Regions from separate parts of the Hordeum vulgare genome. Here region 1 is linked to region 2. The links are chromatin contacts, called in public Hi-C maps. All regions are on one chromosome and are shown on one strand. Each heading gives the region's core, a stretch centred on a gene start, on an enhancer-like site or on the middle of the called end of the contact. The rest is flanking DNA. Distances are from core to core; before and after follow the strand shown.

Region 1 (5,374 bases), core at 1,385-3,884, 750 kb after region 2:
GGATCGCATCTTGAGCGTTACACGGCCAGGCCCTGCAAAGAGAACCTAAATACACCCTTGGTGATCCACGTTAAAGTTGCCATACGAAACTTTCCCTAGGCTGGTACCCCCCTAATTTTTTTTACTTTGCATATAAAATTTGTGTGACGTCAGGCTTCATAAAGTTTAATCATATTTATAAGAAAAAAGCAACATCTACAATACTAAAATTGTATAGTTTGAAAATTAAATTCATAACACAACTACTAATGTTATTGATTTTGTATTGTGAATGTTGGTATTTTTCAAAAGTTGGTCGAAATTTACCATGTTTTTACTTCACGCAAATCTTATATGCCGAGTGAAAAGGATCGTGAGGTAGTAGATTTGCTGCATTCGGTATGAGAGTTGTGTTCGGACTTCGGAGGCCGGATCCGCGTTGTAGTTGCGGTTGAAACTTTCCCTAGTATGGTAGATTTCCTGCATTTAGTGTTGTGTTCAGAGGTCGGCATGTAGTGCAGACGGGGGACGACACCTACCAGAATAGATCATACATGCCCTAAAAGTAGTTAAAACTACTAATAGATCATACAAGTGTACTAGTAACCTAAATATCCCGCTAATTATCGAATTCAACACCACCAAGAAGACAAGGACAAATGGGCTGACCATACTTCTCACCGTTCATAGGACAAGCAAGCTTGCACCAACCTCTAGGTGTGCTTCCTATCGTCGGAGGTAGAGGCACCAGCGACGACCGCAACAGTTTGTGGGATGACTATAAATCTGGCCGGGAAGGCTAATGCGCCGCAAAACTGGCGGTCCCTAACTAGGTATCCACTTCAAAGAACCTGTCAATGCTGCCGCCATCCACGATGAGCACTTTGCCGCCAAACAATTCGCCACCGTCGTCATGGCCGCCGCCGTCATGGCCGCCGCCGCCCCGTGGAAGAGAGTGGGTGAGCTTGGGATAATGAGAGATGGAGGGGTGGAGGAGAGCTAGTCGGCCACTTTGACCTTATCCGACAGCGTGCGGGTCTAACGGCGACCAGGTGAGTGCCGTTTGGCGTTAGGCCCACGTGTCCCTGACATGTGGGCCACATGTGTCATAATCTGGTTTAAAATTAGCAAAATGGCCACTACCCTAAAGTGATAGTTTTTGCCACTCAGGCTGTGTTTGGTTGAGTTACAGATTCTGAAAAAGTTGATGTGGAAAAGCTGCTGTGTAAAAGCTGGAAGCTGGAAAGTTGGGGTACCCCAACTTTGAAATTTACACTAGAAAGAAGCTACAGATTTTCAAAAGCTGCTTTGAACATTTACCCCTTTGGTTAGCTTTTAGCTTTTCAAAACAGAAGTTGGTAACAAAAGCTGAACCAAACACAGCCTCAATTAGCTTGATATGGTACATTTTTGTTGATGGTAAAAATGTGGTGGTTCTATCGGACCGAAATCCTCAATGTGGTAATTTTCTGTTAAATACGCCGAAGACCCGTAACACTAAATTGAAGAGTGATTTGATGATCCACGTTAAAGTTGTCATATGAAACTTTTCCTAGTTTGGTACTCCCTCCCAACTTTTTAACTTTGCTTATAAAATTTATTTGAAGTTAAGCTTCGTAAAGTTTGATCATATTTATAAAAAAATAGTAACATCAACAATACTAAAATTGTATAATATAAAGTTTTAATTCCTGACACATCTAATAATGATACTTCCTCCTTTTTTATAAGACGTTTCAAACAACACACATTGAACTGTTTTGATTGTTGTCCGAAATGGCTCCATCGTCTTATAAAAGTGAACAGCAGAGTATTGATTTTGTATTATAAATATTGATATTTTTCTATAAAGTTGATCAAATTTATGATGTTTCTTTCAAGCAAATCTTATACGCAAAGTGAAAAGGACGTGAGGTAGTAGATTTGTTGTATTTAAAGCAACTTCAACGCGCCGATCCAAACGGACGGCGATTTTATGTGTTCTTTTGTCCATTTGGATTGGCCAGGCGGACATGAACGTCCGCTTTCGCGTTTGGGTCAACGCATGCGTCCAACACTGGCCCGATCCATTTTGACGACGCGAAAAAAAACATGCATATTTAAAATAAAAACAACATTAATTAAACATAAAACTGACCACGAAGGCCGGCAAGAGTCCACGTGTCCATATTTGCATTTAAAAAATTTAAAAACAAACTAAACTATGAGGCGGCGCGATGCCCTAGGCGGCGTCGTCGTCGTCCTCGGGGACCGTGAGGTCAATGAGTGTCGGCGTAGGGCTGGCACAGGGGACGGCTCCGCCACACGGTCGGCTTGAAAAATGACGACCGTCGTCGCTGACGCGTGGGCCCGAAGTCATAAATTAAGTTGACTAGGTAGATCACGGGTAGTTGAACGATCGTCAGGTGGGACGCGACGGACACCAAAATAACGCGCGTGGCGTCCATGCCGACGCATTTAAGCGCAAATTTGTACCGTAAATGCGTCGGTGCGTTGGGTCTTTTCTTTTGTTTGTACCGATCCAAACGGACGAGGAGGACGGACGAAATAGATCAGCATATTGGAGTTGTGTTCGGAGGCCAGATCCGCGTTGAAGTTGCCCTACAAAACTTTCTCTAGACTGATAGATTTCCTGCATTCAGAGTTGTGTTCAGAGGCCGGCGTGCATTGCAGTCGGGGGACGGCACCTATCCGAACGAAAATATCCGCGCCATCCATGAAAGCCCCACCGTCCAAGTCGCACTGCTCTGGCTTGGCTCTTCTACCTCCAATCCCCCAGCTCCTCAGCCTTTGCCAGTCAACATGGGGATGGCCATGACCTCCTCCCCACAGCCACCACCTCCCCCGCGCCGCCGCCGCAGCCGCTTGCAGTCGGCAACCACCATCTCCGCCCCCAGTGCCAATCCCAACCCCAATCCCAAGGCCAAGGTCATCCCCCTCCTCTCCGACGTCGGCCGTCTGCAGTCCGCGACTCCCACCCCCACACCAAATGGCAATCCTAACTCCAACCCCAAGGGCAAGGTCCTCCCGCTGCTCTCCGACGTCGGCAGCAACCCCTCCGCCATCGACTACTATTCCCGCGTCGCCTCCAACCTCGCCGGCGCCGGCCGCCTCGGCGACTTCCTCATCGCCGCAGAGGGCCTCCGCGCGGCCTCCGGCGATGCCGGATTCGCGGCCCGCATCAACTGGCGCCTCCTTTCGCGCGGCGTCGTCGCCGCGCTCCGCGAGCACGGCCTGCCCCACGTGCTCGAGTTTCTCCGCGACGCCGACCGCATCGGCGTCCACGCCGCCGTCATGCTCGACGCTGATGCGTCCGACGCCATCGCAGCCGCCTGCCGGAAGCTGCTGGACGACCGCATCATGGCGGAGTTTGTGGAGGCCATCGAGGCCCTAGCTTGTAAGTAATGTCGCCTCGAACCTCCTTATCCTGTGTGTTTCATCAAGCTTGGTGGTACACCAATCGGGATTTGGTGCTCTCCAATCATCACTCCTTTACCCTGCTTTTAAAGTTGGTTTGTGCAGATGCTGTAACTTCACAGTTACTGTTAGGTTTTGCTGTTAGATGCTTTAGTGCTCTTAGTTCCTAGAGTAAAAAGTAACGTGCACAGACTGTACCTACTAGTAGAGTTCAGATGTTACATCAGCACGCTGCACTTATTACCATTTGATATGGTAGTCAGTAGCTGTTTTGTTTCGGAAGTACCATTTCTATTTGCCAAATAGGAGTTCTTAAATCATGGGGTTGTTGCTATTTTTCGTTCATGATGTTATTCCTGTAGACGGTGGTGTTATTTCTACACGGCATCCTGCTGGATTCTTATAGTGATATCTGTCATATGAATGATTATACTACTTGTTAACATACAAGACATTGTGGTGTCATTCTAACATTAGCACTGTATCATGTTTCTTGATCAGTTTCATATAATATACATTTGCCCATCGCTTCAAGTAGTACAATTTATTCGTTTTATTTAGCAGTCACACATCCAATGTTCAGTGTGCAGGAGGATACTTTTTTATGTATATGTAGAATTATCCTTGTATTTTAATTTGGCCCTATTTTAGTTACTTCCTGAACTTTTAAGGAACTTGGTAGGAACATATTCTCTGCCATGCTCGAGTGCAAACATGATATGACTTAAGGCCTGTTGGTTGTGTGTTTTGTAGTCACATGTTACATGTAAGTACGATTTAGCTATGAATTACAGTTGGAGTGGCACTCACTGTTCTGCTGATTACTCCACCCAGGGCATAACATTATTCACGTGCAGTTTTTTTATCCATGGATTTCTGCTATTCATGCTTTGGATGGTGATATACTTATGATGCCCATGTTAGTTTGAAGTTACTGCTGTTAATGTTTTTCTTTGTTCTTTTTCTTTTAGCATGTGGATTCTTTGTTAAAGGCATCGTGGATCCAATGGATGTACTGAAAATATTCGTTAGGAAGCGAGATCCAGATATGGCGATCAGGTGATCATACTTGCTACATTTCTCGTCATTTAGTCTTACTTTTGCCAATGGCACTTTCTTGTGGCAGATTTTTGTATATATAAAAATCAATTATCGATTTGGAAACTATGCTTTCCAATGATTAGGAATTTCACTTTGTGACATATTAGATTTTCCTACGCTTTTGGTTATTTTCATACCTGCTCATGCATTGCCTTTGACATGTAGGTATGCACGTATCTTTCCGCACTCCCAACTTCTACTCTGCAATACTATGGAAGCATTTGGGAAAAGAAAGGAATTGAAATATGCCCTAAAGGTCTTTGGAGCACTCAAGGACCAGTTGGGAGGTATCAATATGTTTGCGTGCCGAAGTATCATTGATATATGTAGTCATTGTGGTTCTTCTGTACAGGCTCGGATCATATTTGAGGTATGGTACTAGTGATCGCAGTTCAAATTTATACTTTCATATAGGTAAAAGTGGAGAAGCTATATGATGATCTAGGTGAACACATTCCAGAGTACCATAAATCACAGGTGCTGTTAGCTCCATAATGATTCATCAATTGGGAAACTCCTAGACATAAATCAATAAAAAGTTAAAAACATCTTTAGAAATGTACTATTTCTGGTAAAAGAAACCGTACTATTTAGGATGGTAAACAAGAAATTTTAGTACACCGGTAAATTTCTGAACAAGCTCCTCTTCCTTAATCCTTTCAGTTGCGTCCAAACCTCAGATGTTCTCCAGAAGAGAGATCTATGCATATTCCTTGAGCTGGGCCATAAGAACCAACAAAAGCGGAAATTATATGAAGGAAAAAACTTCTGCAATTAACAATATGCATCTAATGAAATACTACTACCTTGTGCTCACCTTTTGTAAGCAAATGCTGTACTTTTGGTAGTCAGGCTCAACCTTCACTCATATGTATGT
Region 2 (5,987 bases), core at 993-3,492:
TCAACATCAGCAAACCAAACACATCGATATCGACCTGCACTTTGTGTGTGACTGAGTCGTTTTTGGGCACATTCGAGTGCTCCACGTGTCGTTCTCTCGATAGTTTGTGGAGATCTTCACCATGGGGTTGTCGTTTCCTTTTTCTTGGACTTCTAGTCTAGCCTCAACGTTTGCAAAACTCCAATATGTGTACAATGGAATGTTAGGCAAGCATAATATGCTTCATATTTTCTTATCCCTTTCCATACTCGGTGCCTACTACAGTTAGCGAAATCAAGCCATTATGGTTAGGATTGTAACTATGGTTGCTTCTCCAATCACCTATATATACGATATATCAGGAAAGTCGCGAACGATGGCCTATATTGCAAACCTTTCAACTAGATGTGCCACAATGAAAATTGCTTACGCGTGAAGAGCATACATTAATGCTTGTCTATTAGGAAAAGTCTTTGTCACTTTGACAAAGATACATTGTTTATTACATTTAAAACAATCAAGCTAGGCGGAATGACATCCCCAAAAATGGTAGAATTTGATCTATTAGCACACCACGTCGCAATGTTGTTGTTTCCGATGTTGCCGCATCAAGTAGGTGTTCGAGGGGCCAACATGTCACACTTAGGGCTTCTCCCTTATCGTTATGTACTACCGCTCCCACACCTCATGAACCATCCTCCATCAAAGCAGCATCAAGTCTCAACGTATGCGTGTTTTTGGGTGGTTTGCTCCACATTATTTCATGTGTTTTAGCCCTACATTATGTCTTGATGCTTGGATAATTTCCCCCAACCAAGTTCTTTTTAGGGAAACGACATGACTCTGCAGTGTATTTTTACTAATTTTATGAAGAAAAAAAGGGAGTTTGGAAGGAAATTAAAACTATACAAACAAACCAGCAAACAGCAAAAAAGTTAGATAGGCAGAAAGAAAGAAAGCTATACACAAGATCTAAACTAAGCTAGAGTTAGAGAGTAGTATACAAGTGAGGTCTGGGGTAGGCTCAGAGCGTGATCAGGTGTGGACTTCCCTATCCTAGTCTTGGCCTTCGGCTCTACCGAGGAGTGGTGGTTGCGGGCCAGGGAGAAGGTGCACAAGAATGCTAAGAGGAACTTCGAGACGGTGGTTATTCTGGTGCACTGAAAGCTTTGGAAGGAGCGCAGCGCCCGAATTTTTGACAACAAAATTTCCTCGGCTTTCCAGGTCTTCCAGTCTATCCATGAGGATATTCTCTCCTGAAAATCGGCCGGTTTGATAATCGATCTTGCTTAGCCGTTGGTTGTTATATTTATGAGGTTTTGCTTCTGTAGTGCTCAGTCTAGATCGCATAGACTATAAAACCTTGTACTAATTATGTTCCTTCTAATAAAATACAGCTGCGGCCCTTCGAGAGTATACAATAAATAGAGCATCACGCATCAACGGAAAGCTTGAACCCAATCTTCAAAAGATCATAGTCCTTCCTGTGAGTCATGTAAATGATCCATTTTAGCTTCTCCTTGAATTTCCTTCTGGAAGTGTAGCATAAAGGCTAGACGATACACTTTCAAAAATAAAGTCACTCCTTGTGGCCCAGACAGCTTATAGGAGACCGTAGTTATGATTTACACAGCAAAAGGTACACCGAGGAGTTGCTTGAGGTGAGCAATTCCACCCCAACAAAAATTGCTTACCACAGTAAACCTTGTGGCCTGCATGGGCAAGAGAGAGAGAGAGAGAGTAACGAATCACTCACGGCGCGCGTCCCCTCCTTGAACGGGACGCAGGACTTCCGTCTCCGGATTTCGAGCCTAGACTTCCCAACCGGAGCGTTTCCACGGTGCCGAAGAAAAGCCAGAGAGAAAAAAAAACCGGTGGGTCAAATGGCACCACACCACACCACACCACACCGGAGCATGACTCGCCAAGCAAATAATAGCGCGTCGGCTACTACCATCCATCCGCTCCGTCCCCATCGGCCCCTGGATTTCCACGCCCCTGCGACACGCGCAATCCACACAAACTGACAGCCGCTGCCCCACCCGTCAGCCACGCCGCTCCCAGCCCAGCCCGATCCGGTTGGTGCGTGCAGCGCGCGTCCATACAAGAGAAGCAGCAGCAGATACCGGTTGACCGTTGACCCTTCCCCAGCCGTCCGATGAGCGCGCTGCCACGAGACGGACTCCATCGGACCCTCCGTCCGTCCCGGCACCATCCCCTCAATTCCCGGGCGATACGCGCAGAAAAGAGCCAGAGAGACTGCGCGCACCAGCACAGCACAGCAGCGGCGTGCGTGCGCGCGCGCCCGCTCTCGCTCGCTTTCTCGCTACCTTCCTTCCTCGGCTGGGCCGAGAGCATTAGCGGAGCCGCCCTTCTCTATTTATAATTCTCCCCTCTTCCACCCCTACAAGAATCCAGAGCCAGGACAAAGTCAATCATCAGCTCGGCCTCATCCCCGTTGCGCTTGGCCTGTGATTGGGTTTTGGGAGGAGAGGAGAGGAGAGGAGAGGAGGGGAGGGGAGGGGATTCTTGGCTGATCTCGGTTTGGTTCTTGGCTGTTTGAGAATGGACGGCGCTCCGGTGGCCGAGTTCCGGCCGACGATGACGCACGGCGGCCGGTTCCTCCTCTACAACATATTCGGCAACCAGTTCGAGATCACGGCCAAGTACCAGCCGCCGATCATGCCCATCGGCCGCGGCGCCTACGGGATCGTCTGGTACGTTCGCCCCATCTTTTCCTCCTCAATCACCACCGGTTTCTTGCCAGGTTTGTTCTTCAAGCCGTTGCTGCCCTGATCGGAAAACAGAGGGGGATTAGTTCGGGCCATGGGGAAAGATAGGATTAGGCCAATTCACTCCTTTCTGTAAACAACAACACTAGTTTAATACTGTATGTGTTGATCTGTCGGTGCTCTGTGGTTGGTGGTTGTTTAACCAATCTGGTCCTGAAATTGCACTTGTGGTTGCGTGGGCACAGCTCGGTGATGAACTTCGAGACGAGGGAGATGGTGGCAATCAAGAAGATCGCAAACGCCTTCGACAACAACATGGACGCCAAGCGCACGCTCCGGGAAATCAAACTCCTCAAGCACCTCGACCACGAGAACGTAAGCAACATCTACCTCTTCCGCTTCAGATGTGCGTATGCATCTCACTGAATTCGACAATTCAGGGCTAACCTGTTACGCTGTATTGATGGACACCACACGCAGATAGTAGGCCTCCGAGACGTGATCCCGCCGGCGATCCCGCAGTCCTTCAACGACGTCTACATCGCCACTGAGCTCATGGACACGGACCTTCACCACATCATCCGTTCCAACCAAGAACTCTCAGAAGAACACTGCCAGGTACTACTCCATACTCTGAATGAAGAGCGATTTTTTTCATATTTCGTGACGATTTGATCCGTATATTCATGCGCCGTGGTGTTCTTGGGTGGCTTCCAGTACTTCCTGTACCAGCTGCTGCGCGGTCTCAAGTACATCCACTCGGCGAACGTGATCCATCGCGACCTGAAGCCGAGCAACCTGCTGCTGAACGCCAACTGCGACCTCAAGATCTGCGACTTCGGCCTGGCGCGGCCGTCGTCGGAGAGCGACATGATGACGGAGTACGTGGTCACGCGGTGGTACCGGGCCCCGGAGCTGCTGCTCAACTCCACCGACTACTCCGCCGCCATCGACGTCTGGTCGGTCGGCTGCATCTTCATGGAGCTCATCAACCGCGCACCGCTCTTCCCGGGGAGGGACCACATGCACCAGATGCGGCTCATCACGGAGGTGATCGGCACCCCCACCGACGACGACCTGGGCTTCATCCGGAACGAGGACGCCAGGAGATACATGAGGCACCTGCCGCAGTTCCCTCGCCGGCCGTTCCCGGGCCAGTTCCCCAAGGTGCAGCCAGCCGCGCTCGACCTCATAGAGCGGATGCTCACCTTCAACCCGCTTCAGAGGATCACAGGTGCGTGCGTCCCACGTCCGCGTCACTCTGCTTTGATCTTCACGTGTCAATTTCGTAGCGCCGTGTTTTTTTGACTGGCTTTGTACGGCCAGTGTTGGGGTCAGTGTCAGTGCTTAAACCATCCTTGTGCTGGTTATGTCTACAATAGCGTGAGTAGATGCAATCTGCCGCCACTTCGACCCCTATTTTTAAGTTTACTGCATGTGGACATGTGCTCCCTTTTTAGGCAAAAACCATGTGTCCCGCCCACTTGATTAAGAAAAGATCTTTGCCTATCTTTGGAGCTATAGTATCTGCTGTTGACGGCAAGGACTATGCGTGTAGTGCAGAATCACTCTCTTTTTAGAAGAAAACGTATCTGTTTTTGGCAAAAGATGTGAATGGGAGAGATCTGCTGCAGCTACTGTCAAAGGCTAGATTCCTGCACCTGTTTCACAACAGCAATAATAGGAGTAGCTTTTTGAGACGTCGGCCAGGGAATAGTAGGGAAGGCTAGGAAGTAGTAGTAGATTTTATTTTTCTACAGTTATACTTGATGTCTGAGTGATGTGCATTCTCACTGAAACTGCTCTTGTCATGTAGTAGAAAGTTATGTTTCATCAGTTAATTGGTGGCTGACTGATGTGGATTCTCACTGAAACTGCTCTTGTCACGTAGAAAGTTATGTTTCATCAGTTAATTGGTGGCTGACTGATGTGGATTCTTACTGAAATTGCTCTTGTGATGCAGTTGAAGAGGCGCTGGAGCACCCGTACCTAGAGCGGCTTCACGACGTTGCCGACGAGCCCATATGCACGGACCCCTTCTCCTTCGACTTCGAGCAGCACCCTCTGACGGAAGACCAGATGAAGCAGCTCATATTCAACGAAGCTCTGGAGTTGAACCCCAACTTCCGATACTAGAAGATTCATTCCTAGTTACCCTCAATAGTACGCTTTCGGTGTAAAACTGTCTGTAAATAGGAGTAAGATCGAAGAACGGGGTTAAAAAAAACAGGGTAGATTGTGCACTGCATTTGTTTGTTTGTTCCGTGTAAGTTGTTGCTGCTGCTTCAGACCTCTGTCCCTCGGCTGTGCGAATAAAATGTTTGGAGTATGATTTGAGAGCAAATCATTCTCTAGTTTATGAAGAAATGGATTTTACTACACTCAGGTGGATGCTCACCTGATATTGAGAATGCAGTTTATGTTTCTATAGATGAAAGGCAGACGTATTTAGGATCACTATGTTTCTTACAGGACCTTGGAGTACCGTTTGGATCATAATATTTCTTACAGTTGCAGGAATCTCAACGTGAGTGCATACGCATCCCGGACGGGGCAGGGGTGGTGGTGATAGCATCTTAGACGGTAGAGGAGAGGCCAACTCCACGACACGACCCTATTCGGACGTCTGTTTTATTCGGTTTTCGTCCGTTTGAGACTGAGAAACGGACACGAATGTCTGCTTGTGGTCGGGCTGTCATGAGTTCGTCCAACGAGACCGCCCCATCTCAAACTATGCTACACCTACACACCGGCAACCTATACCCAAGCTCCAGTTTGCCGGATAGAGCAAAACAAACTTACATACTTAAAATATTAACAAAATAGCGGTCCAAAGTCAAGTTCAGCGTCTTCTAGAACAAACTTAAAACTAAAATGACAAAAAAAAGTAGAAGCCCGTCGCCGTCGTGGCCGCCGTTGACATCAGTTGTCGGCATCGTCGTCGTTCTCGTCGTCCGTGAGGTCGATGTAGGGCGGGGGCTGCCACAAATGGGCCGGCGGCCCCTGCCAGGCGAGAGGCGCGACCGGAGGCGCCTGCATTGGAGCCTGCACCACCTCTTCCCGTGGCGGGGACGGTGACCACGCCCTGTCGTGCATGTGCTCCGGCATGCACGGGAAGGTCTCCGTCCACAAACACCTGTGGACGACCAGCGTCCGGCTCGGCGACGGGCAATCTCCTCGCGTCAGGTTCGACTGCTCACAAGGATCGATGAGGTGGGCACACGGTCGACAGAGAGGTGCCAGTTGTTGGGAGGTGCACATCCGGTCATGGTAGCG

What was found. Hi-C and Micro-C count contacts between places; a contact is called where the count stands out from the background.
Region 1: a contact with region 2 is called in a Hi-C map of seedling, with 3 times the contacts expected there. The contact joins the promoter of LOC123448949 here to the promoter of LOC123448946 in region 2. A contact is called at or near these places in 2 of 6 Hi-C or Micro-C datasets (leaf and seedling).

What each region holds. Positions count from the first base shown.
Region 1 is chr4H:459,037,366-459,042,739 of MorexV3_pseudomolecules_assembly, forward strand. It overlaps LOC123448949 (pentatricopeptide repeat-containing protein At5g02830, chloroplastic), which reads left to right and starts at 2,635. Exons shown (of 12, transcript XM_045126002.1): 1 at 2,635-3,376; 2 at 4,368-4,455; 3 at 4,663-4,867. The coding sequence starts at 2,782.
Region 2 is chr4H:458,283,328-458,289,314 of MorexV3_pseudomolecules_assembly, forward strand. It overlaps LOC123448946 (mitogen-activated protein kinase 5), which reads left to right and starts at 2,243. Exons shown (of 5, transcript XM_045125998.1): 1 at 2,243-2,696; 2 at 2,957-3,086; 3 at 3,192-3,329; 4 at 3,429-3,945; 5 at 4,675-5,090. The coding sequence starts at 2,545. The coding sequence ends at 4,847.